2 separate regions of the Mus musculus genome follow, and region 1 is linked to region 2. A link is a contact called in public promoter capture Hi-C data. All regions are on one chromosome and are shown on one strand. Each heading gives the region's core, a stretch centred on a gene start, on an enhancer-like site or on the middle of the called end of the contact. The rest is flanking DNA. Distances are from core to core; before and after follow the strand shown. Region 1 holds the start of 2610507B11Rik (RIKEN cDNA 2610507B11 gene). Region 2 holds the start of Dhrs13os (dehydrogenase/reductase (SDR family) member 13, opposite strand).

The links. Capture Hi-C pulls out chosen DNA fragments and counts their contacts.
Region 1: a promoter capture Hi-C map of adipose tissue shows a contact between it and region 2. The contact joins the promoter of 2610507B11Rik here to the promoter of Dhrs13os in region 2. A contact is called at or near these places in 15 of 39 promoter capture datasets (the C10 cell line, the HPC-7 cell line, cranial neural crest and 10 more), 9 of 484 Hi-C or Micro-C datasets (embryonic stem cells, liver, nephron progenitors and 2 more), 4 of 115 datasets of contacts at active chromatin or transcription factors (bone marrow-derived macrophages, embryonic stem cells, pro-B cells and 1 more) and 4 of 9 other capture datasets (adipose tissue, embryonic stem cells, liver and 1 more).

The regions. Positions count from the first base shown.
Region 1 is chr11:78,256,628-78,263,468 of GRCm38.p6, reverse strand. It overlaps 2610507B11Rik (RIKEN cDNA 2610507B11 gene), which reads right to left and starts at 1,715. Exons shown (of 39, transcript NM_001002004.2): 1 at 1,552-1,715; 2 at 641-770. The coding sequence starts at 1,619.
Region 2 is chr11:78,026,856-78,034,100 of GRCm38.p6, reverse strand. It overlaps Dhrs13os (dehydrogenase/reductase (SDR family) member 13, opposite strand), which reads left to right and starts at 1,436. Exons shown (of 2, transcript NR_152257.1): 1 at 1,436-1,944; 2 at 2,170-4,095. Dhrs13 (dehydrogenase/reductase (SDR family) member 13) reads right to left here and starts at 1,788. Exons shown (of 5, transcript NM_183286.2): 1 at 1,603-1,788; 2 at 1,398-1,516; 3 at 1-88. The coding sequence starts at 1,729. It overlaps Phf12 (PHD finger protein 12), which reads right to left. Exons shown (of 15, transcript NM_174852.3): 12 at 6,683-6,781; 13 at 5,792-5,874; 14 at 5,120-5,258; 15 at 3,565-4,784. The coding sequence ends at 4,450.

The DNA.
Region 1 (6,841 bases), core at 466-2,965, 230 kb before region 2:
ATCCTCTTTCCCTGGTTTCTCTGATCAACGTGGCTATCCTGCTCCTCATGATGATGTTAGCTGAATTTGCTTAGCAGTTCTCTTTTTATGAACAAGTTGCCACCCTATTTCCTCTCTTAAATTAGAACAGTGAGTTTGCTGTTTCCTGTAATCTTTCTCTGTTTACTTCCATATCTTTCTTCCATACCCTGGATACTCTGTGTCATTAGTTTGGTACTAGATACTAAAGAGGACCCAGCAGATACCAGGCTCTACCACTGAACCACTATTCCAGCTCATTTTAATTTTGAGAGAAGCACTCACTAAGTTGCCTAGGCAGAGCTTGAATTTATAATTCTCTTGCTTCGGCCTCTTGAGAAACAAGAATTACAGGTTTATACCACCAGATCTAGTCCCATAAACACTTGAAACAACTGGCATCTATTGCAGAGTCCTCCAAGTAGCTCCTAAGATCCTCTTGACAATAATAATAATAACAACAACAAAAACAACAACAACAAGGGTGGAGTTAACTAGGAAAACTACCCATGGAGGAAGCTAAAGTTTGAAACCCCCTCCAAACCAACACACACACCACACACTCCCGCCCTTCTCCTCTCTCTCTCTCTCTCTCTTTCTCTCTGCAATTCCCGGAACTCACCACCGTCTGCTGGTGCTGCTGAAACTTAAGACTGACATTCTGGATCCAAAAAAATCGGAAGGAGCCAATCTTTAGCTCTGCCTGCAACTTGCGCTGACACCACCTGGTGGCCAACCGGACCACAAGCCACCTGCAGAAAAAAAACAGTTGGATTATAAGACCCTCTACCCTTTTTGATTCTAGAAAGGCCTTGCAAGGGGTGGTATCCTGAAGCCGGATTTTTCTTAGGAACTTTACGATTTTCCTAAAATATTTCTCTAGTCATACTCATTTAGGCACAACAACCAGAACTACGGGCCCCTAAATTCAAACAAAACTAGGCAAACGAAACTCACCCTCTAAAAGAGGTCAAAAAAAAAAAAAAAAAAAAAAAAAAAGAAAGAAAGAAAGAATAAACAAAGAAACCCTCAAATCTTTAGGAACCCAAAGTAAAAAGAGGTCCTCAAAAGGCAAAGTGAAGGCAGTCGTGTTAAATACGTCATCGCACACTCCTTAGAGGGTCCCTGTCTGCGTCCCCACCCTGCAGCCGTTTCCGAGAAGGCAGAGGTCACTCTCGGAACTGCTCAAACACCGCTCTGCTCTAGCCAGCCAGTCCTCCCGACCTCTCTGCAGGGCGCGGCTGCAGGTGCCCTTCGCAATCTGGGAAGAGGACACGGAGGCGAACGGGGCAGGAAAGGGAGACCACCGAGGGAGGCCCCCTCCCTCACACGCAAACATTCGGTTCCCGGACTGGACATTGCTTCGGGTCCAGCCAGATGCTTCAGCGCCCCTGCCCCCACCTCGCTTCCCCTCGCCTCGGCTGAGCGCCCCCTCCTGCTCGCGCCCCCTCCGCCTAAGGCGCCCGACCAACCCGCGCCTCCTCCAGCCGGTCTTCCTCGACCCCCCCGACCCTGTGGCTAGAATCCCCTCACCGGCCTAGGAAGAGTGCGCTAAGCGCAACCAGCAGCAAGACCAACAGCGCGGAGAGAAATAGAGGCATTTAGGTCCGGGTCCGGCCCGGCCTGGCCCCGACCCCCGCCATGCCGGGCCCTGACGCCGGAACCGCACAGCGCCGCGGCGGGCTTCGGCCGCGCACGCACACGCACGGCGAGGAAGCGTTAGTGCGCGCGCGCGTGTCCCCGCCCCGGCGGCTCGTGGACCAGCCGGCTGGCTCCCTCCACGACCCGCCCCGACCCGCCCCGACCCGCCCCAACCCGCGCGCGCGTGCGCGAGCCCTGAGGGCCGACCAGCGGCTTGCGCGGAGTGGAGGCGTGGCTCTGGAGAGGGAGGGCGGGGCGGACCGCGAACGCGCGGTCCTGCGCGCTACACCTAGAGCGCAGCCTGCGCGGCACGCCGCGGAGCTCCGGGTTCGCGCTGAGGGCGGGGGATCGGAGTCCGCACGAGCTCGCCGGGCGGTGACCAGGATGGGTCGTTTCTACCACTTTGAGGTTCCACTTCCAAAACGCATTCCCTAGGCCATTAAGAGCCGGCCTGGCTGGTGCCGGGCGTGGTGGTGCAGGCCTTTAATCCCAGCACTCAGGAGGCAGAGGCAGGCGGATTTCTGAGTTTGAGGCCAGCCTGGTCTACAAAGTGAGTTCCAGGACAGCTAGGGCTATAAAGAGAAACCCTGTCTCAAAAAAACAAAACAACAACAACAAAAGTTATGTGTCTGTAGGTCATAAGTGATCCTGTCTGAAAAGATTACAGAGAAAATTAAGAGGTAATTCAAAGACCTCAGCTATCTATCATCTCACCCCACAAGGAAACCAACTTTGTTTACTGTCTGAATACTGTTCCAGATAGTATCTTCTTATCTTTTTTTTTTTTTTTTTTTTTTTTTTGAGACAGGGTTTCTCTGTGTAGCCCTCTGTAGACCAGGCTGGCCTCGAACTCAGAAATCTGCCTGCCTCTGCCTCCCAAGTGCTAGGATTAAAGGCATGTGTCACCATGCCTGGGCCAGATAGTATCTTCTAACATCCTTCATGGGGAGAGCCATTCTGTATTTTTAGGTTTGTGCGATTGTGTATAGCACCACCCAGAACAGGGTGAAATATAGAAATAGTGAATATTGTTTTACCCTTTACAGATTATCTGGGAAGCAATTTTAATTACATGAAATACAGAGTTCAAGGTCAAATCAAGCCAGAGTGAATTTTGCATTCTTCATTGTTAAATGAAGGAAGTAGATAAGGTCTGTTATGCTTATTCTCATGAGTCAGTGTCTGACTAATGACTTACTAACACAGTACCAGATAAACACAGTACCAGATAAAGAAATCCAGATGGTTCCAAGGTATTATGAAGTATTTTGTGTTCTTGGTTCTCAGATCCTAATCTGCATATAATTCTTCCAGATTTTTTTGATTGGCCTCTTCAAATAACAACTTCAAGGCCTGTGAGATGGATCTATAGGTAAAGGCACTTGCTGGCCCGAGGAATTGATTTCCATCCTCAAAATCCACAAACTATCCTCTAAACTACACACACCGGTTCATCTTCAAAATCTGTAGCTTTTTGTTCAAGTGTGGTTTCTCAGTGTTCAGGTAGGATCTAAGAACTCAATTCAAGTCAATGAGGCATCACAACACATTTCCATACTGGAATTCATCTTTTGGGGGTCTCTCTGCATGCAGCAGGGGTGGCAGAGTAACAATGTAACTAAGGCGAGACCAGAATCAGGCTCACCAGGACTCAAGAACTGGTATTGGGGGGGCTGGTGAGATGGCTCAGTGGGTAAGAGCACCCCACTGTTCTTCCAAAGGTCCGGAGTTCAAATCCCATGGTGGCTCACAACCATCCATAATGAGATCTGACTCCCTCTTCTGGAGTGTCTGAAGACAGCTACAGTGTACTTACATATAATAAAAAAATAAATAAAAAAGAACTGGTATTGGTATGTACTATAGAATCTGGAGTCTGACACCAGGCAGTTTATTTTAGGCATATTTAAACACAGTTTAATTTTGGGGGAAAAAGTTTTCTTCTTTTTGTTTTTTCTGGCTGTCTTGGAACTCACTCTGTAGATCAGGCTGGGCTCGAACTCAGAAATCCACCTGCCTCTGCCTCCCACGTGCTAGGATTAAATGCGTGTGCCACCACTGCCAGGTGAAAAAGTTTTCTGATGGTACTTAACCCTGTGTGTGCAACAAAACTTAAAAGTCATGTTTACATCAAAAAGATGGGTTCTACTGACTGAGAAACAATGTTCAATATGAGGGTCTAGGAGGAATGAGATGAACATAAAAGACTGTGGGAGTCAGGGTGGCCTGGCCCTACAGGTAGCACAGGGTTACCTAGGATGTTGCAAAGTACAGGAGACCTCTTCCTTAAGGACAGGTTCTATTGACTGAGAAACAATCGTCAAGATAACGGGCTAGAGAGGAACAGTCTGGGATAAAAGCAATAGTCTAGGGGATTTCAGTGTGGCCTGGCTCTACAGACCCCACAGGTTACCAGGCTATCAGCAACATGCATTTCCAGATTTCTGGGTGGAAAACAGGTATAAGTCTCCTCTGTTAAGGAGACAACTCTGCATGTTTAAACATTCCTGGTTTCTCAAGTGCTTATTATCTGTGACACAAGAATCTTGTGCTCTGCTGGACTCGGTGGCACATTCCTTTAATCCCAGCACCCGGGAGGCAGAGGCAGGCGGATTTCTGAGTTCGAGGCCAGCCTGGTCTACAGAGTGAGTTCCAGGACAGCCAGGGCTATACAGAGAAACCCTGTCTCGAGAAAAAAAAAAAAAAAAGAAAGAAAGAAAGAAAAAAGAAAAAAAAATCTTGTGCTCTCCACACATCTTTTTCAATCCCTTCACTCAGCTAAAATGGCTATGCTATCAATTCCTTTCTTCTCTCTCAATCTGAGATAACTTGCAACTTGAAATGTTGATTCGTTTTCTTTCCCTCTCTTTCTTCTTTCCTTTTTTTTTTTTTTTCTTTTTGAGATAAGGTCTCAGTATGTAGCCCTAGTCTGGCTTCATACTTGTAATGATCCTCCTACCAGTGCCTCCTGAGCGCTGGGATTACACGCATGAACCACCATGACCCCATTACTTTTGAGTCAGGTCCTCCCTATGTGGCTCAAACTGACCTGCAACTCATAATCCTCCAGTCTCAGCCACCTAGGTACTAGGATTACCTCTGAAATAGCTGATCAAGTTCTCCCAGCAAGAAGTCATCCAAGGGGCTAGAGAGGTGGCTCAGTGTTTGAGAGTACGGACTGCTCTTCCAGAGGTCCTGGGTTCAATTCCCAGCAACCACCTTGTGGCTTACAACCATCCGATGCCCTCTTCTGGTGTGTCTGAACACAGCTACAGGGTACTCATGTAAATAATACATCAAACACGTCAAGATTAATAAAAGGAACTGTCTTTAATAATAGCTGGAGCACCAGCCTTGAACCTGGATCCTTTACAGTGTATAAAGGTTTGAGCTATGACATTGCACTGATACATACACTTTCCTCTGTAAATTTCTTTTAGTTTCCAGACACTTTGATTACTTAAACATGTTTTACAGAAACAAAAACTGCAGGTTTGGTTGTTTGGGTCAAGTGGGAGACTTACAACGTAAAGCTATTGTCACAGCTCTCTCCAGACAGACTGGGGCTGCTTTTTTTTTTTTTTTTTTTTTGTTTTTTTGGAGACAGGGTTTCTCTATGTAGCCCTGGCTGTCCTGGAACTCACTCTGTAGACCAGGCTGGCCTCGAACTCAGAAATCGGCCTGCCTCTGCCTCCCGAGTACTGGGATTAAAGCCCTGCACCACAATTGGTGGAGTTTGTTTTTTTTTTTTTTATTGTTGTTTTGTTTGAGACATAGTTTCTCTGTGTAGCCCTGGCTGTCCTGAAACTCTCTGTAGACCAGGCTGGCCTCGAACTCTCAAAGGTCCATCTGCCTCTGGAGTTCTTTGTTTAAAGGTGAGGGTCTTCATACAAGTTTTTCACTCCTGTTTTCCCCTTCCACCATCATGCATCACTTCATGACTCCTCTGCTTGGTTCTGAACAGATACAAGGAATCAATGCAACAATAGTAGGATAAGCCAGGAAGAGCACGGAGGGGCGGGGATGGGGGCGGGGATGGAGCGGCTTGGATGGAGGGGCTCGTACAGAGTTCTAAGGCTTGGTTTGAATTTTCTGAGACAACTATTTCTTTGAAAAGGAATTATAGTTTCTTAGAATCATGGGCCATGCCTACCACAGAACTGATTATCTGCAAATATTCCACATCAACAATTTAAAGCAAAATTTCTAAAATAAAAAAGCACCCTCACACACACAAAAAAAGCCGGGCGGTAGTGGTGCACACCTTTAATCCCAGCACTCGGGAGACAGAGGCAGGTGGATTTCTGAGTTCGAGGCCAGCCTGGTCTACAAAGTGAGTTCCAGGACAGCCAGGGCTACATTGAGAAACCCTGTGTCGAAAAAAAAACAAACAAAAAAATTAATAATAATTAATAAAATTAAATTAAAAAGCTTGTAGAGGGGCTAGAGACATGGCTCAGTGATCTTCCAGAGGACACAGGTTCAATTCTCAAAACCCACATGGCAGTTCACAGTTGTCTATAAATGGCTGCAACCCCTTCACACAGACATGTGTACAGTGACTACCAACTGTACATAAAAATTTAATAAAAAAGAGTTTGTAATAACTTGCATGTGGTGGTATACACCTTTAATCCCAGAACACAGGAGTCTGAAAAAGTGGGTTTCTGTGGTTTTGAGGCTAGCCTGGTTTACATAGGACCAGCCAGAGAGCAACATACCCATCTATCTGTCTGTCTCTCACATAGACACACACAAAGCCAGAGGTGGAGAGATGGCTCAGTGACTAGGTTGAGCTTCCAGCAGCCCCAGGTTAATTTCCAGCTCACAGCTCACAGCACCTGTAACTCCAGGCCCAGGGGTTAGCTGCCTAGATGTCTTCTTCTGGCCTCTTTGGACATGTGATACACAGACATACATCCAAGCAAACACTTTATTACACATAAAGACTAAAAAGCCTGCAGTCACTGAAATTCCACCAGATGGCAGTCAGTTCTGCTCACCACTGCCCAGCCTAAGAATGTAGGAGCAAAGTCTAGAATTAACTGGAACAAGAAAGTTGGAAATGAGGTGGCAGAGGAAGGACAACAAAAATCTTTAAAAAGGAAGAAGCTTTTCTTTTCTTTTTTTTTTTTTTTTTTGTTTTTTGAGACAGGGTTTCTCTGTGTAGCCCTGGCTGTCC
Region 2 (7,245 bases), core at 187-2,686:
AGCTTAAGAAGGCTGTGGCAAAGGCCTGCACGGAGGCCAGACTGGCCAAGTCCAAGGCCATGAAGATGACCTCATTGTTTCCACTTTCCTGTGGAGCAGCAAGGGCTAGGATTGTTACTGGGTATCTCCCTTCTCCTCCCTCTTTCCAGGCTTCTGAGAGTCTACCCACCTATGACTAAAACCTGCCTCTATGCATCAGCGTGTAATGGGTGTGTGGATTCAAATCTTGACTTTGCCCCTAACTAGAGTGTGACTTCAGACGTGATACTGAATATCTTTTGGGCCTCTGTTCTCTTACTGAAAAATGAGAGGATAGTAATAATATTAACAGCAATAATAATACTTTCTACTGGAAAAAAAAGCTGGGAGAGTTAAATCAGATAAAATACATGTATGTCTGGTGTGGTGGCACACATTGGTTATCCTAGCTACCCTTTTGTCACCAGTTCAAGGCCTGCCTGAGCTAGAGTTAATATATATTAAATACCCAGTCAGCAGCGTGCAGGTATTTGCCATTAACATCCCTTGTTTTTATTATCATTTACCATAAAAATCAATTACAGCCTTTCACCTGTTGTAGACAGCATCTTGCTACGTAGCTCAGACTGCCTTGGAACTCATGATCTCCCTTCCTCAGCCTCTTCAGGGCTGGAATTACAGGTGTGCACCAGCATGTCCTGCTGTAACAAACTTTTCCTAAGAGACTGTGGTCTTCTCTTACACACCTTTTTAAAAAAAATTTATTTTATTTGTTTGCTTGTTTATTTTGAGACAGAGTCTTAGGATGTAGCCCAAGCTGGTCTTCAACTCACAGAAATCTACCTGTCTCTGCCTCTCAAGTGCTAGGATTAAAGGTATGTGACCCTCTCACTCCTGTCCTCTGCAGTCTAGACACCGCACAGTTCTAAGAAATTCATCTGAAAAAGCCATCAGGATGGTCCAGAGCCTACTGAAGTGTCTTCTCTGCTCAGCTGTCTTCAACTCGATGGTATTTGGAAGGGCCTTCAGAAGCTGGCTGTGGCTCAGAACCACTTCAGGACATTCCTTTTATTCCTTGCTTCATCTCCCGCCCCCTGTCTCTCCAATTAGACTCTCTAGTCTCAGGGCATTTGCACCTGCTGTTCTTTCTGCATCTCTTCATTATCCTAACCCTTCCTTCTTTGTCGCCTTTGCCAAGGCTGGCCTTGAGCTCGCAGCCCGGTGCTGGGACCACACCTGACTTCATTAACTCTGATTCTTAAAGCTCTCAAGATTAAAGACCACAGCAGTCCCTGCATCTTCCTCTCTGTTTAAGGGATAGTGAGGCTCTCTCCTCTCAGATCTTGATTCCTCCGTCGCTCTGCTCCGCCCTCCGCGTCCCGGGCTCACCCGCCTCCCGCATTCCCCTATGGTCTCACCTGACGGAGGTCGAAAGCGGCCGCTTCCCCGCGCTCCCGGCTGCGGCAGGCCAGCACCACGCGCGCTCCCCGGCGCGCCAGCTCCAGCGCTGTCATCTTTCCGATGCCGCTATTGGCGCCTGCGGGCGGCGGGTGGGAGCCAGCTCAGCCGGTCGGGCCGCGGCCACCCGCCCGGCCTCCCCGCCGCCCGCTCGCGCGCACTCACCAGTGACCACGACCGTGCGGCCCCGAAGGCTGCCGATGCCGCCGCACGACGGGGCCTTCACCAGGTTGTAGTAGACAAGCACGTAGGCGCCCAGCAGCAGCCCGGCGCCCAGCAGCAGCATCTCCATGCCGGCAGTGCTCCCGATTCCCGCCCGGGCCTCGTCGCTCCCGCCTCGGCCTCGCGAGGGCGGCGGCAGGCTGGGCAGGGGTGTGCGCGCACGCGTGGCCCCTGCGAGCGCCCCCTAGGCGTGCGCCTGCGTGCCCTGGCGGCGTGCCTAGGAGAAACACCTTGGAGTCCTGGGAGCGCCCTCTAGGCTTGCGAACTCCCGGGAACGCGTGCTCGGTAAGTACCCGGAAACATCTGCCTGAGGGACGGGTGGGTGTGTGCATGCCTAGGGCCCTGAGATCTCCGCTCAGGCTTTGGGCGTGCTTCTGGATTCTGGGCGGGCGCCGGCGGTGAGAGCACTGCGTAGGTGTCTGTGCCCATCGCGGGAGTCCTCCAGGCTGTGCATGCATCTGTAGTCTCCACCAACGCGTGTGACTGAATGAACATCTCTGTTTACTCTAGGTGTGAGTATGTAGCAGTCTCTCAGTCTGGAGTCCTGTGTACATGAATGGGCTCGTGTGTCTGGAGTCGAGTCCTGGATGCCTTTTCCTCAATGAAGCGACTCTTTTCTCATTCTTTCATTATCCAGCCCTCCGCTGCTCTTCTAGGACATTTCCCGTTACAGGCCAGAGGCATGAGGCTTCTTATGCTGGCACTGACAGGGTTGTCAGGATTCAACCATGTGATTTCCTAACTTTGTGACCCCACCCCTTTCCCTGTCGATTTTGGAGGTGGTTTCCCTAGGCCCATGGTGGCCTTAAATTTGAGATCCTCCTTCCTCAAACTCCGAAACAGTGGGTATTACATGGTTGTTACTCCATGACCTCTGCTTTCGAAAAGGCGGTAATTTGTTTCTAGAACGGTTCACAGGTAGCAAGACTAGGTAGGTAGACACTCCATTACTCTGGAAACAGTGACTGAGGGTAAGCTGGGCAGGGACAGCTAGGGATGTGGGCATTCCAAGCAGGACCTTGCCTAGGACAGTGAAGGACAGGTAGTTCCTTTCTGCCTTTGGAGGTTTAAGAAGTCCTTCCTGAAGTGGAAGCAGAGTGGCAGGGACAAGAATACAACTATATGTGGGAGTCAGGGTCAGATTTCTGAGACCAGGGAATTCCCTATTTAATACTGCACTGTGTTCTTGGAGCACAACTATAGACGCTGTGGATGTAAAGCTCGTCTTCTAGCCCTATCAACAGACTTGAATATATGAATAGGTACTAGTTAGAATAGTGCCAGAACACAGATTTTTCTAGGGGACTGTTCTCAGGAAGAACTTCCTGAATAAGCCATCTCCAGGAAGCTAGCAGGATGCCCAGGAAATTAGAATTAGGGTAACACAGCAGGGTATTTCCTGATGAGAACAGCAGAAGTTATTCAAGTTACACCAAGAGCCGCACAGGCTAGAGCAGCAGTCTTTAACCTGGGTCACCTCCTTACCAAGAGTCGAAGGACCCCTTCACAGGAGTTGCATCTCAGATATCCTGTGTCAGACATTTATAATTTGCAACAGTAGCAAAATTAAAGTTATGATGTAGCACTGAAATACTTTTAGGGTAGGTGGTCACCACACGACAGACTGTATAAAAGGGTCACAGCATCAGGACTGTTGAGAACCATTGGTCTAGAGAGATGTTACTGTATTAGGGCTCCCTAGGGAAACAGCAGCCCTCCAAAGGCAAGCACTCCTTTCCAGTTCCCTCTCAGAGCTTAGGCTCCCTTCACTAACATCTGCCTTCTCCACCAAGCTTCCCTGGAGACTACCTGAGACTGACACTTGTACAAAGGGTGTGAAAAGTGAGATCCAGGACACTTCCCCTTCTAAGCATGACAGGGAGGACAGACAGGCAGAAAACATAATTTGAAGTATTTTTGGTTTTTATATACAGAATACAGGAAAGTTTCTGTCAAGTCTAAAACATTACAATTACTATGTACATTGGTTGTGGGGAAGAGGAAGTATCTGGGGTGAGGAGGAAGAGAAGTGGTAAGAACAAAAAAGGACACAGAACAGGTTTACGACAAAAACGCCTTTGCTACAATAGACAATTTGAGAAACACTCTACCACATGTACTGTACACAGCTTTTAAAAACATTGAAAAAATGCCATCACTAGATGTATTTACACAAAATCCAAATACACTTTTCCTTATTTGAAATAAAATAGATGGACAGCCAGAAAAAAGGATTCATTTCTCATTTGTCCATATACACAGTAGCTACCTGTAGTGCAACTGCTGCAGAGAGGGGAAGTCCTTGTAGGGTGGGAACCATGGAAAGGAGTGGGTAGCGATCTTTATATTAAATAAAACAATGATATTGTATAGATTTTGCTGTATGAAAACTGTATTTTTTTCTTTTAATATAAAACTATTGTCACTGCCACAAAATAGAACAAGTTTCTGATTATTTTACAACAGTGGGCAGGCGGTCGAGGGGGAGGAGCAGGAGGCGGGGGAAGGGATTGTGCTGGAGGAAGTGTCCAGACCAGGGCCTCCTGTCCCTGCCCTCGCTGCTCCTCAGCGCGGATCTGCCGCTTTCCCATGAAATGTTGAGTACAAATATATGTGCAAATGCCCCCTAGAACTTGAGAAAAGAAAAAAAGTCTTAAAAAACAGTCAAAAGGTTTTCTTCATTTCATGCAAAGATTGTAGTTGAGGGTTTCTGGTATAGAAAACACCCAGGCTTGGTTCGTGTACATTTTTGCATTGCAGGAGTCTTGGGTGGGCGTCCAGGCCAATGGCCTAGGGAACGGAGTTGGAGCGCAGCACAGGGCCCTGATGGGGCTTGAGAGAGAGTTTCTCAGCCAAGACCCCATCCTGCAGCAGGCTGGCATCGCCTTTGGGCTGTTTGGTCGCAAACTCAGTGATGCTGAAGACAAACTGCAGGCAGCCCAGCTTGATGTAGCTGCCATGGTGGAGTAAGGCTGTGCCCTCCCAGCCGGCCCCACTGCCCCCAATCAAGCTTGAGCTGCTGGCTTTGCAATTGCAGGGTCTCCGCTGTGGCCCCTGGGCCTGGGAACTCATCATGGCTGCCTCCTCACTTGGCTCTTCATCCTGTTTCTGGTGTCGGCGGCGCCCTGGGAAAAAGGGGCATGATCATAGGAGGGGAAGAGTGAATGGCTGACCTGTCTGGGGTGACTGGCAGTACTGGCCCCCTGCGTCTCCCCATTCTATGCTACATGATCAGGGCTGAGGATGCTCAGACGGGGCTGGAGTCTCAAGTCCCTGCCCAGGTCTGATACATATGTGGGTGTTCAGCACTTGATTTTCGGTGGCTTTTTCCAGGCCCACCATCAATGAGCTTGGCCAAGGGGACTGGGAAGGCAAGAAACTGTAGGTCACTGACAGCATGGTAGAACCAAGGTGACGGGGGGCCTTAGCTGTGTGGCCACAGGCCTCTGCTCCAACTTACTGATGACACTCTGTACTTTGGCAACAATACTGCTTGGGGGGGTTGGCGGGGTCTTCTCAGAGAAGTCACATGAATACAGCACATTGTCCACCGTTGTCCCATGCTCACTGTAGTTTAACAGCTCATAATGTTTGGTATTCTGAGGAGGAGGGGAGATAATGATGTGTAGTTGCTGTGTGCAGCCTTGGGAGAGGACATAGGGCTTGCTGCTCTACCTAGCAAGATCTCATGCTCTTCCTCAGTCACAGCCTGCCTCTTTCAGAATTCACCAAGACTCACCCATGTGAAAGCCTGCCCCATTGACTCCACATCTCCTCCCTCACCCTGCTCCTCAGCACTGGCTCCTGTTGATCTGAAATTCACTGGCACATAATTATGATGAAACTCAGGGACACACAGAGCTTGGCTTCCTTCTATTTTGATCCCTTCCCATTTTGAGGTGGCTTCCCTCAATTGTTTCTGAGGGCAACATTAGTTGCAGCGATTGCCTGCTCCTACAAACAGGTTGCCATGGTGGAATGCCAAGCCCTTCACACTGAGTCTTTCCTTCCAAGATGGACAGGAAGAAAAAGGACAAGCCTTTCATCCTTGCCTCTGCCTGTGTCCAGAACCCAGTGCTGGGGAAGGACCTCAGGCTAGGAAAGCTCCCTCCCACCCATCTCTGCCCCTCACCTCATCGTAGAATATGCAGGCATGTTTCCCGGACACGTAGTTACAGTGACCATAGTTTGTAAGGCACACATCCATGTCAGCTCCTGCAAGGTGGCAGGAGTCAAGGAAAAGGTAGAGAACAGACTGTAAGGTGTATGTGTTGGGGAGGTGAAAGAGAGGGGAGTGGGTGGGTGCTAGTAGAAACTTCAAGGTAGCTCAAGGCCTCTTTTTTTTTTTTCTCTTTTTTTTCCCCTTTATAGTAATGGGGTATAGCTTTGAACTCTTGATCTCCCTGCCTCCATTCCGTAAGTACTGAAGTACTGAGATTATAGATATATGTTGGCAAGTTCAGCAATTCCTTTTGTTGTTCTAAAGCTAATCTGCATTAGAATACATGGCTGCCACCCAGACAGACAGTAAGCTACTGAAGAGGATGGTATATCCATGTGAACACAATAGTGTAGGGCACTTTAAAGGGCAATTTCTAGGGGTGATCAGAGGTGTGGTGGGCAATACTCATAGATGTAGTACCTGAGAGGTTGAGGCAAGAGAACAGACTGGAGTTCAAGGCCACCCTGAACTACAGAGGAGATCCTATCTTAAATCATCTTGATGACCAAAAATAAACTAACAAATAAAGGAAGGTTATGTGTGAGCTTATCACACCTGAGAATAAAGAAGTGTTCTCTTTTTAAGTCTTTCCTTACAGTGTTTCAGAAGCTACTGAGAGGCAGTTAAAGCAAAAGGCCTGAGCCAAGGAAGTACCCCATTGGATTGTCTGGGTTCTCAGTCTCTCTTGCCTGGACACCCCAGTGGGGTGTTGTTAGATCTATCAACCTCAAAAGGGTTTCTCTAAGTGTCCACCTTTAGGCTGAAGGTCCAGTACCCCTCCCAGACTCCTGGCTGGCTCACCTGTCCCGATGTAGAGGGTTCGATAGCACATGTTCACAGCTCCTCCCAACCCTAAGAGGGGGCAGAACACAGCTCGGGCCTGTACCTCCTTTCTTTGCACTACAAGACAAACATAGGGATAGGATCATTCAGAAACCCAGAACCTGTGACCCAAACACAAACCAACAAAACCTGGATCTATGGTTGGTGGCCTTGAAAAAAAATCTCACTAGGTGACTCAAGCTCAGACTCACACCTGACCCAGAGCTGCTTCAGGGAGTGCTCCACCCCACCCACAGCACTTCCACGACAGGTTAGGAAGGGCCTTCAATGAAGATGGTTACAGAATTTGAAGACATTAGTACTTTAAGATCCTGGGATCCTGGTTAGCTTAACAAGGATATTCCAACTGGTAATAAAAAGAGAACATGGAAAAACCTAAGGCATAGGTCAGCGTTTCTTAAGCTTTAATGAGCACTTCAACTGCCTATGGATATTGTTAATTATAGTTTAGTTATACAGTACTTGTCCAGTAAGTCAATGGCTTTGATCCCTAGAACTACTGCCACCCACATCCAAAAACT